2 separate regions of the Sus scrofa genome follow, and region 2 is linked to region 1. The links are chromatin contacts, called in public HiChIP or PLAC-seq maps. All regions are on one chromosome and are shown on one strand. Each heading gives the region's core, a stretch centred on a gene start, on an enhancer-like site or on the middle of the called end of the contact. The rest is flanking DNA. Distances are from core to core; before and after follow the strand shown.

Region 1 (5,024 bases), core at 721-3,220:
ATTATTCTTTGATCATCTTTCCAGAATGTCTGGGTGCGCTATGAGGGCAGGTACCGTGTGTGAGACCCCAGCTCAGTGCCTGGTCAGTGTCTGTGGGGCAGTTGAATGAATAAGTGTGTCCAGGTGGAACCCATGGGGCAGCGCCCCCGCCCTCCCTTTGTGCCACGTCCCATAGGGCATAGGCTCCCAGGTACCCTATGCGCCAGGCATCTGGGCCTCAAAGAAGCAGCATGTAGCCCAGCTATGGAATCTGATTTTTTTTTTTTTTTCCAAGTCTGGGCTGTTTTAGATCCAGTCCAGGGCTGGAATGGAGAGGCCCCAGCATCCTTCTCACCTTGTCATTTGGAGGGGAGTTCAATGGAGAAGAGAACATAAGTCTGAGTGGAGGCCTGGAAATTGGGAAGTTCCACCTACCCTAACTATGTAGCTGCACATTTCCTTATTCATTCCACAAACATTTATTGTGCACCTGCTCTGTGCTCAGCACTATTCCAGGTCCTGGGATATATATGGTGAATAAAACGGACTCGAGGAAGTTCCCATTGTGGCTCAGCAGTGATGAGAACTAGTATCCATGAGGACTCAGGTTTGATCCCTGGCCTCGCTCCATGGGTTAAGGATCCAGTGTTGCCATGAGCTGTAGGGTAGGTCACAGATGCAGCTCAGATCTGGCATTGCTGTGGCTGTGGCGTAGGCTGGCAGCTGCAGCTCCGATTAGACCCCTAGCCTGGGAACCTCCATATGCTGCGAGTACAGCCCTAAAAAGCTCAAAAAACCCAAAAACAAAACAAGTGGACTCAAGCCTTTTGCTCCAGGAGGTAAGACACCTCAGATAAACACGAACAGGACCAGCATGTGTCTGAAAAGAAGGAAGCAGAGAGGCAACGCAGAGCAGACCTCTTCAGACGGGTGGTCACACAGGCCCTCGGGGAGGGACAGTGTTTAAGGTGAGGCCTCCAAGGAAGAACGAGCTAGGCCCTCACAGAGCTGAGGAAGGAGGCAGCCTGCGCAATGGCTTGAGGGAGGCCCAGGATCCCTTGTCACACCTCACTTTCCCCATTTGTGGTGGGGAGGCTGCCTCTTCACAGGGCTTGGTGAGGGATCCCAGGAGAAGGGCACGTCCAGTCAGACTCAGCGGCCTTTGGAACCTATTCCCGTGTCAATGACAAGATGGCTGCCCCCTCCTGTTCTTCCACAGGGAGACACCACCTTCTTTCATCCGCCTTCAAAAGTACACCAGCCTGGGAGCCTTCTCAGTCTGAACTGGATAATCGAACTCTATCAGACCAGATTTCCTAGAAAAGAGTGCTAGGAGCCGCGATAGAAATGGATAGAAGAGACCGCTGACGGGAAAATGAGAGACCAGGTCTTCCTGACAGGAACCCCTTGAGGTCACCCCAGTGCCTGGCACAGTGTCTGGAACAGAGCAGGGGCTCCATGTAGGTTTGCTGAGTGAATCGACAAACATTCCCCTCAGCCTCACTCGCAGAATGGCGACTTCTGGGCAATGAGAGTTTTCTGGGGTCCCCACTCCCTACCCTGCCCCCTTTCTTCCTTCAGTTCTTCTTTCCAGTCGTTCCCCACTTTTCCTGTACTAGTTTCCCGGGACTTTCAGTGGTGCTAGTGTTCCCAGTTTCCCAGCAGACCTCTGGCTGGGCCAGCAGGATTGTGTGCATGTGTGCGGGCACGCGGGCTGTGAGGGGGCTGGAGACAAAGGCCCTGGAGTGAGATTCAGGGCACAGCTGAACTGCCCTGAACTTTCCTTTTTGTTTTCAAGGAAATGCATAATCCAAGAACCACCCACGGCCCTGGCGGCCCTGCTAAGCAGGGCTGGAATGTGCTGCCTTTCCCGTTAGTAATTGTTTTTTCGGGTTAGCCTGTAACCCTTCCCCTGCCATTCTCTGTCACTGGGGTGAGGCACTCCCTTGGGGGCATCAGCAGGGCGGACATCAGCAGGGCTGCCTTCTTCAAGGTTTCCCCAGCTCCCCCCACCCCCAGGGCGTGGCCAGTGGGGTTGAGGGCCTGCCCTTGGCATTGCATCATGGACCATCTGCCTGCACAATGATTCCTTCTTGCTGCTGTCTGCCTCTGCTCCTGCCAGAGGTGCTGGGGGCTGCCAAGGACTCAGGGACCCCGGAAGGCTGCTTGGTCTTGCCTGGGGCCTACTGGCCTCTGTTATAGTGGCTGTGTGTCTGACTGTGGCCATGGCCGTGATCGTGAATCATGTCAGTACGAAACTGTGCAGCAGTATGAATTCGTGTGGGTGGCTGTGATCTGGGCCACCAAGGGCCCACTTGTGGCCTCAGTGTGTGTGTGCGTGTGTGCGTGCGTGCGTGCGTGTGTGTCCTGGGAGGGAAAAGAAACTGAGCTGACTCAGCACTTCTCTTTCCCACTCACCCACCCAGCCAGTGAGCGCCTGAGCCTTTCCCCAAGCAGGAGGCTACTCCTGGGCCTCTGGTGTTTCTGTCTTTGGCTGCCCCACCCCCACCAAACGGTCTTTGTCTTTGATCCTTAGGGACTCTAGAGGTCAGAGGTTTGCACTATTTCCTGACCCTCCCAGCCAGGCCCTGTCTTCTCTGGTCTTGGCAGAATAGTCTGGAGCCCTCTGGCTGAGTTCCCTGAAGTGGCTGTAACTCAAGGCCGGTTTCTGCTCTGATGGAGGCAGCCTCTGCAGAAGAAGACACACTGGGGTGTCCCTGGCTGTACCTCCACCCCTCTCCCCACAGTGACCACAGCTGCCTCATCCTCAGACAGGCCTGACGTTGAGTTCTGGTTCTTCGAGGGAGTGCTGCCGCCCTAGACAGGGAGTGGGCACCTGCGTGCACTGGTTTCCACCACCTCCAGGAAGTCTGCACCTCCCAAAGCAGGAGCTCAGGATCACAGAGGGGCCAGGAAGTCAGGGGGTACAGAGAGCTGGGGTCTCTGGTTGTAGCCTGGGGCGGAGGCCTGCCTGTGCCCTGAGCAGCTGGTAGGAGAGGCAGTGCCAGGGCTGGGTCCAGTGTGGCCACTGAACATTTGGTGCAAATCAGAGGCTTTTTCCAGCCAGGAGAGGAATGCTGCCGAGCGGGGTTTGGGAACGGGCCTGGCAGGGCAAACACTGCCCTAATTGAGGCCCTTCTAGACTTTTAATTACAAGCACTGTTTTCCCAAGCTTCCTAAATTGACCGTGGAGACCTGCTGGTCTTATTGCCCATGCCAGGGACAGGGGGAAAAAATAGTGTTGTTAAAGCTTTTTCAGCAAGGTTTATTTTCACCGTATTTTGAGGTGGAAGAGCTCACACAAGTGGAAGCTGGAGCCCTTTTTCTCATAAGGCCTCCTGCAGACACAGAGACCAACGCCCACAGGTGTGGGCAGACACTCACTTGGATAGACCACCAAACACAGAGACACCTGGAGAGAAAGACAGCGGTACAGACAGACGCGGTCACGGACGCGGCTGCAGATGCTGGAAACACCAGACTGGAAATCCAGCCCAAGGACCCAGAGCGTTTTAGAAACAAAAACATTGTTCCTGGCTCCGCCTGATCCACATCTCCACCTCCGTCTCCTCCCCCCTCTGCAGGCCAGCCGGCCGGGTCTGGGCCTGCTTTGGAACCCCTGGCCCCTTCGCGAGGCCTGTTTACAAGGACAGACTGCAACCCCCCCAGCTGGGCGTTCCTCATGCCAGAGAAGCTTTGTGCTGCTCTTGTCCTGGTCCCCAGGGGATGTGACTGTCTGGGAAGGAAGCCATGCTCTTGTCTGTGGAAAAGAGGAAACACGATCGGCACCCAGGTGAAACCTTGGGGCACCTTCCAAGAGAAACGTCCACAGGGTTCTGGAGGTCCAGGTTATAGACGCAGAAAACAAGGAACCGCAGGACACCGGAGTGCTGAGCTCTGCTTTTTTTTTTTTTTTTTGTCTTTTCTAGGGCCACGGCATATGGAGGTTCCCAGGCTAGGGGTCTTATCGGAGCTGTAGCCGCCGGCCGACGCCAGAGCCACAGCAACTCGGGGTCCGAGCCACATCTACGACCTACACCACAGCTCACAGCAGCACCGGATCCTTAACCCACGAGTGAGGCCAGGGATCAAACCTGAAACCTCATGGTTTCTGGTCAGACTCGTTAACCACTGCACCATGCCGGGAACTCCCGAGCTCTGCTTTTGTACAAGCATCACCTGGACTGCAGGACTCCCTTCAGGCAATGAAATCCCTGTGGCTAGGGCCCAGGAGTCTGCATTTTATACCACTGCTCACCCTTGTAGCCTGAACACCGGAAGTGCTCAGTACACATTTGCAGAGTCGGTGAATGGTTAATGCTGGGCTCTGGAGCCCCTGACGGCTGTGAAGGACAGAGTAGGGTCCCCCCCGACATGGGTGACCTGAGAGGGACGCTCCCAAGAGCCCTCCCACCCTTCTCTCCTCTTTCCCTGTCCCTCTTGCTCCATGCCTGTGGGTCTGGACACCCACTCAGACTCTAGAATCCCTTCCCAGTGTTCAGCTACCAGCCCAGGAAAGGCGCGTGGTAGAAATGGTCAGGGCAGCGGAGGGGGGGGGGAGGTCCCTGAGAGGGAGGGAGGCCAGAGACAACTGTCCCCCACCAGTCATTTTCCCTCCCAGGGGCCCCTTTGGGTCTGGGCAGTGCCGGGACACAGGGCAGGAGGCCAGAGGCCAAGAGCAGAGGAAGGTCCTTTAACCAGGGCTTGGGCAGGGTGAGCCTCGGTGGCCGTTACAGGCCGTTGCTATCGTCCCTTATCTGGGGCTCCTGGCTCTTACACCACGGCCCCAACCACCCCTGGAGTCGGGGGCCCCTGCCGCTCCCTCCCCAAACAGACCGTTACTGGGTTTCCGTTGTTTGGGGAGGGGGTGAGGAGCTGTCTGCTTAATTAATCATTTTAGGCCACCCTGGGAAACTCATTAAGCCACCTCTCAGGGCTTGGATCAGGAACGCTGCTCTCAAAAGTTGGAACTTTCTGGTCTCCCCCATTGGAGTCCATTTTCTCTTCCACTTGTGTGCACACTTATGTGTGAGAGTGTGCCTGTG
Region 2 (5,024 bases), core at 1,785-4,284, 40 kb before region 1:
GCTGAGAGGCTCATGGAGAATATACCCTGGACTTTGAAGGCTCAGCACAAAAGAGTGTGTGATCTCACTCATGATTTTCCTCATGGATTACATGTTGATGACAATACTACCTTATAGTGGATAAAATAATTTATTAAAGTTAATTTTACATTCTTTTTCCTTTTTTAATGTACAACTGGAGAATTTTAAATGATATATATGGCTTGTACCTGTGGCTTATGTCATATTGCTTATGTCGTATTGCTGTTGGCCAGCACTGCACTAAAGCCCCTCCCTGTTATATTTCCATGTCCAAGCTTATGTAGATTTTACACACACACACACACACACACACATGCTGACACCTGAGCAATTGACAGAACCTTGGGAGGAAAACCAGGCCCAGTCAGCTTATGTGACTCGACCCTGAATGCCACCTTCTGGATGAGGACTCTGCAGAATGTCCCAGGGCCACTTGACACTACCAACCCAGGGGCCTTGGCTTGGCCATTGGTGATGTCAGAATGTGGGCTCCAGTGTCTCGATGACTGGATCCTAGGCCTGGCTCTACCAGGTATGAGCTATGTGCCCTGGAATGAGTGACTTCCACTTCATACCTTGGTTTTCTCATCTGTAGAATGGGAATTATAGCCCCCTAGTGCAGAATCAGGATGGTGATCCAGGTGTCTGTCTACCTAGTGGGCTCGTTGTGAAGACTGATTAGGCCGAGGCACAGAAAGCCCTTAGTACGGAGGCATCTGCTGTCCCTTGAGCCTGCTGTAGACATCCGTGGGCCTGATCTGGCCTCTGGACTTTCACAGCAGCCTCTGAGGAAGGAAGGGGCAAGGGTGAGGGCACCAGATAAGGGTGGGGACCATGATTCTGGGAGGCTCGAAGAAGAGTGGGGAGACCTGTACTGGCCAGGACATGGTGCCGGAGGTTGGAGACTGGACAAGGTCCAGTCAGGAGGCTAAGTTGGAGGGCCTGGGATAGGTGGGGCTGGAGGGAGGCCAGACTGAGATAGGGGCCAGAAGATGAATGAGGAGCGGATAGTTCTGCTCCCAGGTGTTCGAACTCAAAGCATCCCTCCACCTGGGGCTGAAACACTGGCCAAGACCGAGGGGGTGGGCTCCGGTCTTGTCCCAAGTCCTAAATGGGGTCTAGGTGGGCAGATCTGGGATATCGAGCTCGTTTTCCCCTTGCTGTCTTGCTCCTCTGAGGCAAGTGAATTAGGGGAATGTCTGTTGATGAAGCAAACAAATCCCGGAATGTCAGTGGCTGAGCACAGCAGACGAATTCTTACTCATAACAGTTCAAGGTGGATGTTCCTGGCCAGCAGGAGGCCTCTGTGTGGTGATTCAGGGATCCAGGCTCCTTGCATCACGGCTCCACCTCGGAGTCCCCTGCATCCAGCAGGCAGACAGGGAAGAGGTGGAAAAGGTAACTCTCCTAAGCACTTTGACATGGATGCAACAGCTCACATTCCTGCAGTGAGGACCAGTCGCATGGTCCCAGGTGCAAGAGGGGCCGGGAGGCGATGACTTTGCCCATGGAAGGAGAGGGTTGGCTGGAGGGCAGGGATGACTTATCATCCGACCCAGGCCTTGGGCCCCCAACCAGGGCTTCTTATACACCCGGGGGCCCCTGGGGCGTATGTGAAACAAGGTTGGCTGGGCTGCAAGTTGGCCCCGGGGAGAATGTGAAACAAGGCTGGCTGGGCTGCAAGTTGCTCATGATTATGTGGACAAGATGACCAGACATCAGGACTTTTCTCTGATGCAGAGTCTGTGTCAGGCCCCTAAAGAGGGGTCAAGGGTGAAGGCTAGAAGGGATCACATGAGCAAGTCAGCCCTTCCCTTTGAGGGCAATCAGGGAAGGCTTCCTGGTGGCTGAGGCATGAAGGAAGAAAGCCCTCTGAGGAGTTCCCGTCGTGGCGTAGTGGTTAACGAATCCGAGTAGGAACCATGAGGTTGCGGGTTTGTCCCTGCCCTTGCTCAGTGGGTTAATGATCCGGCGTTGCCCTGAGCTGTGGTGTAGGTTGCAGATGCGGCTCGGATCCCGCATTGCTGTGGCTCTGGCATAGGCCGATGGCTGCAGCTCCGATTCGACCCCTAGCCTGGGAACCTACATATGCCGCAGGTCCGGCCCTAGAAATGGCAAAAAGACAAAAAAAAAAAAAAAAAAAGAAAAAAAGAAAAAGAAAGCCCTCTGAGATTCCCAAAAGTGTTCTTGCGTGTGTGGTACTTTGTCATTTCCAAAGCCAATGAGGCAAGCAAGGCAAAGAGAGAGGCAGGGACTGTCAACTCCATTTGATAGGGAAAGAAGGAAAGGACCAGAGTGGCCAAGCTCCTGGCCCAAGGCTGCACAGGAGTTTGGGAGGAGAACACAGATGTTGGCCTCACAGCTCTTGGCTCTTTGTATAAGCTTGATGAGCGTGCTTCTCCCTTGAGGCTGGTCAGGGCTGGGTTCCCAGGTTGGGCTGGGAAACTCTCGTCCAGGGGGGCAGGTCCTCCCTGGGGACTTCTCAGGGCTGGGTGCTCAGCCTTCTCTATAGAACATGTGTTTCCTGTTTTCCTTCCCCCTCTGGCTCAGGACGGAGAACAGGGTTTTCCTGAGCGGAAGAGCCTCAAAGACCTGGCCCACTACCAGCTAGTTCTGGCTGATCCGCCTGCCTGTGGCTCTTGCTACTCAGGATGAGGAACCCCTCACCCACTCACCCAAAGATCCTAGTGGCCATTATCTCTCCTCAAACTCCTGAGACCTGGAATTTGAACCCAGGGCCTTAACTCCCAACTTGGTCTTCTTTGAAAACCCTTTGCTGCTCAGCCAAGCTCCTTGGCAAAACCTGGGACTCGGTAGCCAGGGCTAAGGGGCCAGTCTCTGGGCTCCAGGGCCTGAGTGAGGCAAGCCAGGACTTTGGCCAACCCTGAAGCCCTGGGAGGTTCCGAGCCCATCACCCCCATCATTTCCCACTTGTCCTGGGGTGGAGGCGGGAGCTGGCAGGTGACATCACCCCTCTCCAGCCTGTGTCATGTGAGGCCAGCGTGAGCTGGGGCTCGGTATGTAATTCTGCCCTGAACCACAGAGGCAGCATCTTGTCCTGCTGTCTGGCTCCTTGGGTGGGAGAGATACATGAAATGAAAGAAGAGGAAGGGCGGGGGGGCGGGGTGCATTCCAGTTCTGCAGAACCTTGGACCTTGGCTCTGGCATGAGCAGTAAAGAGGAAAGGCAGGATTTCATAGACGCAAGAACAGAATGGTGGTTGCCATTCTATTGGGGGGGGGGAATGGGGTGAGGAATTTCAATGAGTACACACTTTCAGGTATAAGAGAAGTTCTGGCGTTCCCGTTGTGGCTCAGAGGGTTAAGACTCCCTGGAGATGTGGGTTCGATCCCTGGGCTCGCTCAGTGGTTAAGGATCTGGCATTGCTGCAAGCTGTGGTGTCAGTCACAGATGCGGCTTAGATCAAGGCTGCAGCTCTGATCTGACCCCTAGTCTGGGAACTTCCATATGCTACAGGTGCCCCCCTCGCGTCCCCTGCAAAAAGGTAAGTCCTGAGGATCTATATACAGCATGGTGACTATAGTTCATACAGTAAATAGGGACTTGAATGTTGCAGAGAGTAAATCTTAAGCATTCTCACCACACACAGGAAAGAGTTACCTTATGTTATAGATGGGGTGATGGATGTGTTATTAACCTCGATGTTAATGATTATTCCACAATGTATGTGTATATCAAATCATCACATCATGCACTTTATTTTTTTATTTTTATTTTTTTTTTGTCTTTTTGTTGTTGTTATTGTTGCTATCTCTTGGTTCTTGGGCCGCTCCCGCGGCATATGGAGGTTCCCAGGCTAGGGGTTGAATCGGAGCTGTAGCCACCGGCCTACGCCAGAGCCACAGCAACGCAGGATCCGAGCCGCGTCTGCAACCTACACCACAGCTCATGGCAACGCCGGATCGTTAACCCACTGAGCAAGGACAGGGACTGAACCCGCAATCTCATGGTTCCTAGTCGGATTCGTTAACCACTGCGCCACGACGGGAACTCCACATCATGCACTTTAAATACATACACTTATGTGTCAGTTAGTCCTCAGTAATGTTAAAAGAAAAGGTGGCAGCCAGTGACCGCACCCACCCCCCCCAAGCAGGGGAGAAGGAGACCCCTGTCCTGGACTTGGGAATGGCTCTTAGGAGTCTGTGTGTTCTGTCGGATGAGCTGCTGAGTACAAGAATGTTCTGGGGAAGGGGCAGCAGAGGCGTGTTAGGGTCCTGGAGTCTGTGTAGGTGCTCCTGTGTGAGCCGGGTGCTGGGTGTGTGAGAGGGGAGTTAGGGCCCTGCCCTGGCCCGAAGCCCGGGACAGGCCTAGGACCTGGGGCAGACAATCACCTCTGCTGACCCGGCCTGGGGCTTTGAAGTCCTCCTTCCTCCTGGAGGCTCCAGGCACAGGCAGCCCAGGTTTATTAGTTACAGGTTTATCTGGGGCTAATTTAACTTGTTAAGATAATTGTGCCAGCGGCCGCAGCCCGAGGCCCCCGCCTCGGTAATTACCCTTCTCCTCACCTCTTTCATCTGCGAGGGCTGCCCGCCTTTGCACAGCCCCACTGGGCCCCTCGCTTGCTTGGGTCCTTCCAAGGCTTTGGGAGGGGCCCTGGTGGTGCTTTCACACGGTCTCATGTTTTTGGAAAAGCTTGCAAAAGTGCGTTATTTTGACCACAATCATTGAAGGCTGCTGTTTCTCTTCATCCTGACTGCCCCTCTCACATTTTCCCTCCTGTCAGGTGGGCTCGGAATAACTGTGAGCATTTTTGGGATCCAGCAAGGGAAACTTGAGTTGGGGATGCATTTAGCGTGGGTGAGTGGCGAGTATTGATGTGGGTTGCAGTGTGCACAGATAGCATTTCGTGAATGTGGCTCTTGGTCACTTGGGTGTCCCGTTACCGTTATTAGGGGAGGAGAATTCCAGGAATTCTCCTGCTTCCCGTGGTGTTGACTCACCTGGGGTGATGCAGTGAGAATGCGTCCTATGGCTCTCGG

Evidence for each region. HiChIP or PLAC-seq counts read pairs in DNA pulled down with a chosen protein or histone mark.
Region 2: a contact with region 1 is called in an H3K27ac HiChIP or PLAC-seq map of skeletal muscle. The contact joins two enhancer-like sites. A contact is called at or near these places in 16 of 47 Hi-C or Micro-C datasets (adipose tissue, embryonic fibroblasts, fetal skeletal muscle and 8 more) and 1 of 2 datasets of contacts at active chromatin or transcription factors (skeletal muscle).

Annotation. Positions count from the first base shown.
Region 1 is chr3:97,461,032-97,466,055 of Sscrofa11.1, reverse strand. The region is part of intron 4 of LOC106509843 (a long non-coding RNA gene); the gene reads left to right. Among named protein-coding and RNA genes, the nearest start is that of TRNAI-UAU, 100 kb to the left of the region's middle. Within about 2 kb of position 1,970, at least 52 of the 83 cell types and tissues checked have an H3K27ac peak or open chromatin away from gene starts, as enhancers often do. A contact at or near this core is called in adipose tissue, retroperitoneal adipose tissue and skeletal muscle, where this site is marked.
Region 2 is chr3:97,501,696-97,506,719 of Sscrofa11.1, reverse strand. All of the region lies in intron 3 of LOC106509843 (a long non-coding RNA gene), which reads left to right. Among named protein-coding and RNA genes, the nearest start is that of TRNAI-UAU, 63 kb to the left of the region's middle. Within about 2 kb of position 3,034, at least 20 of the 83 cell types and tissues checked have an H3K27ac peak or open chromatin away from gene starts, as enhancers often do. A contact at or near this core is called in adipose tissue, retroperitoneal adipose tissue and skeletal muscle, where this site is marked.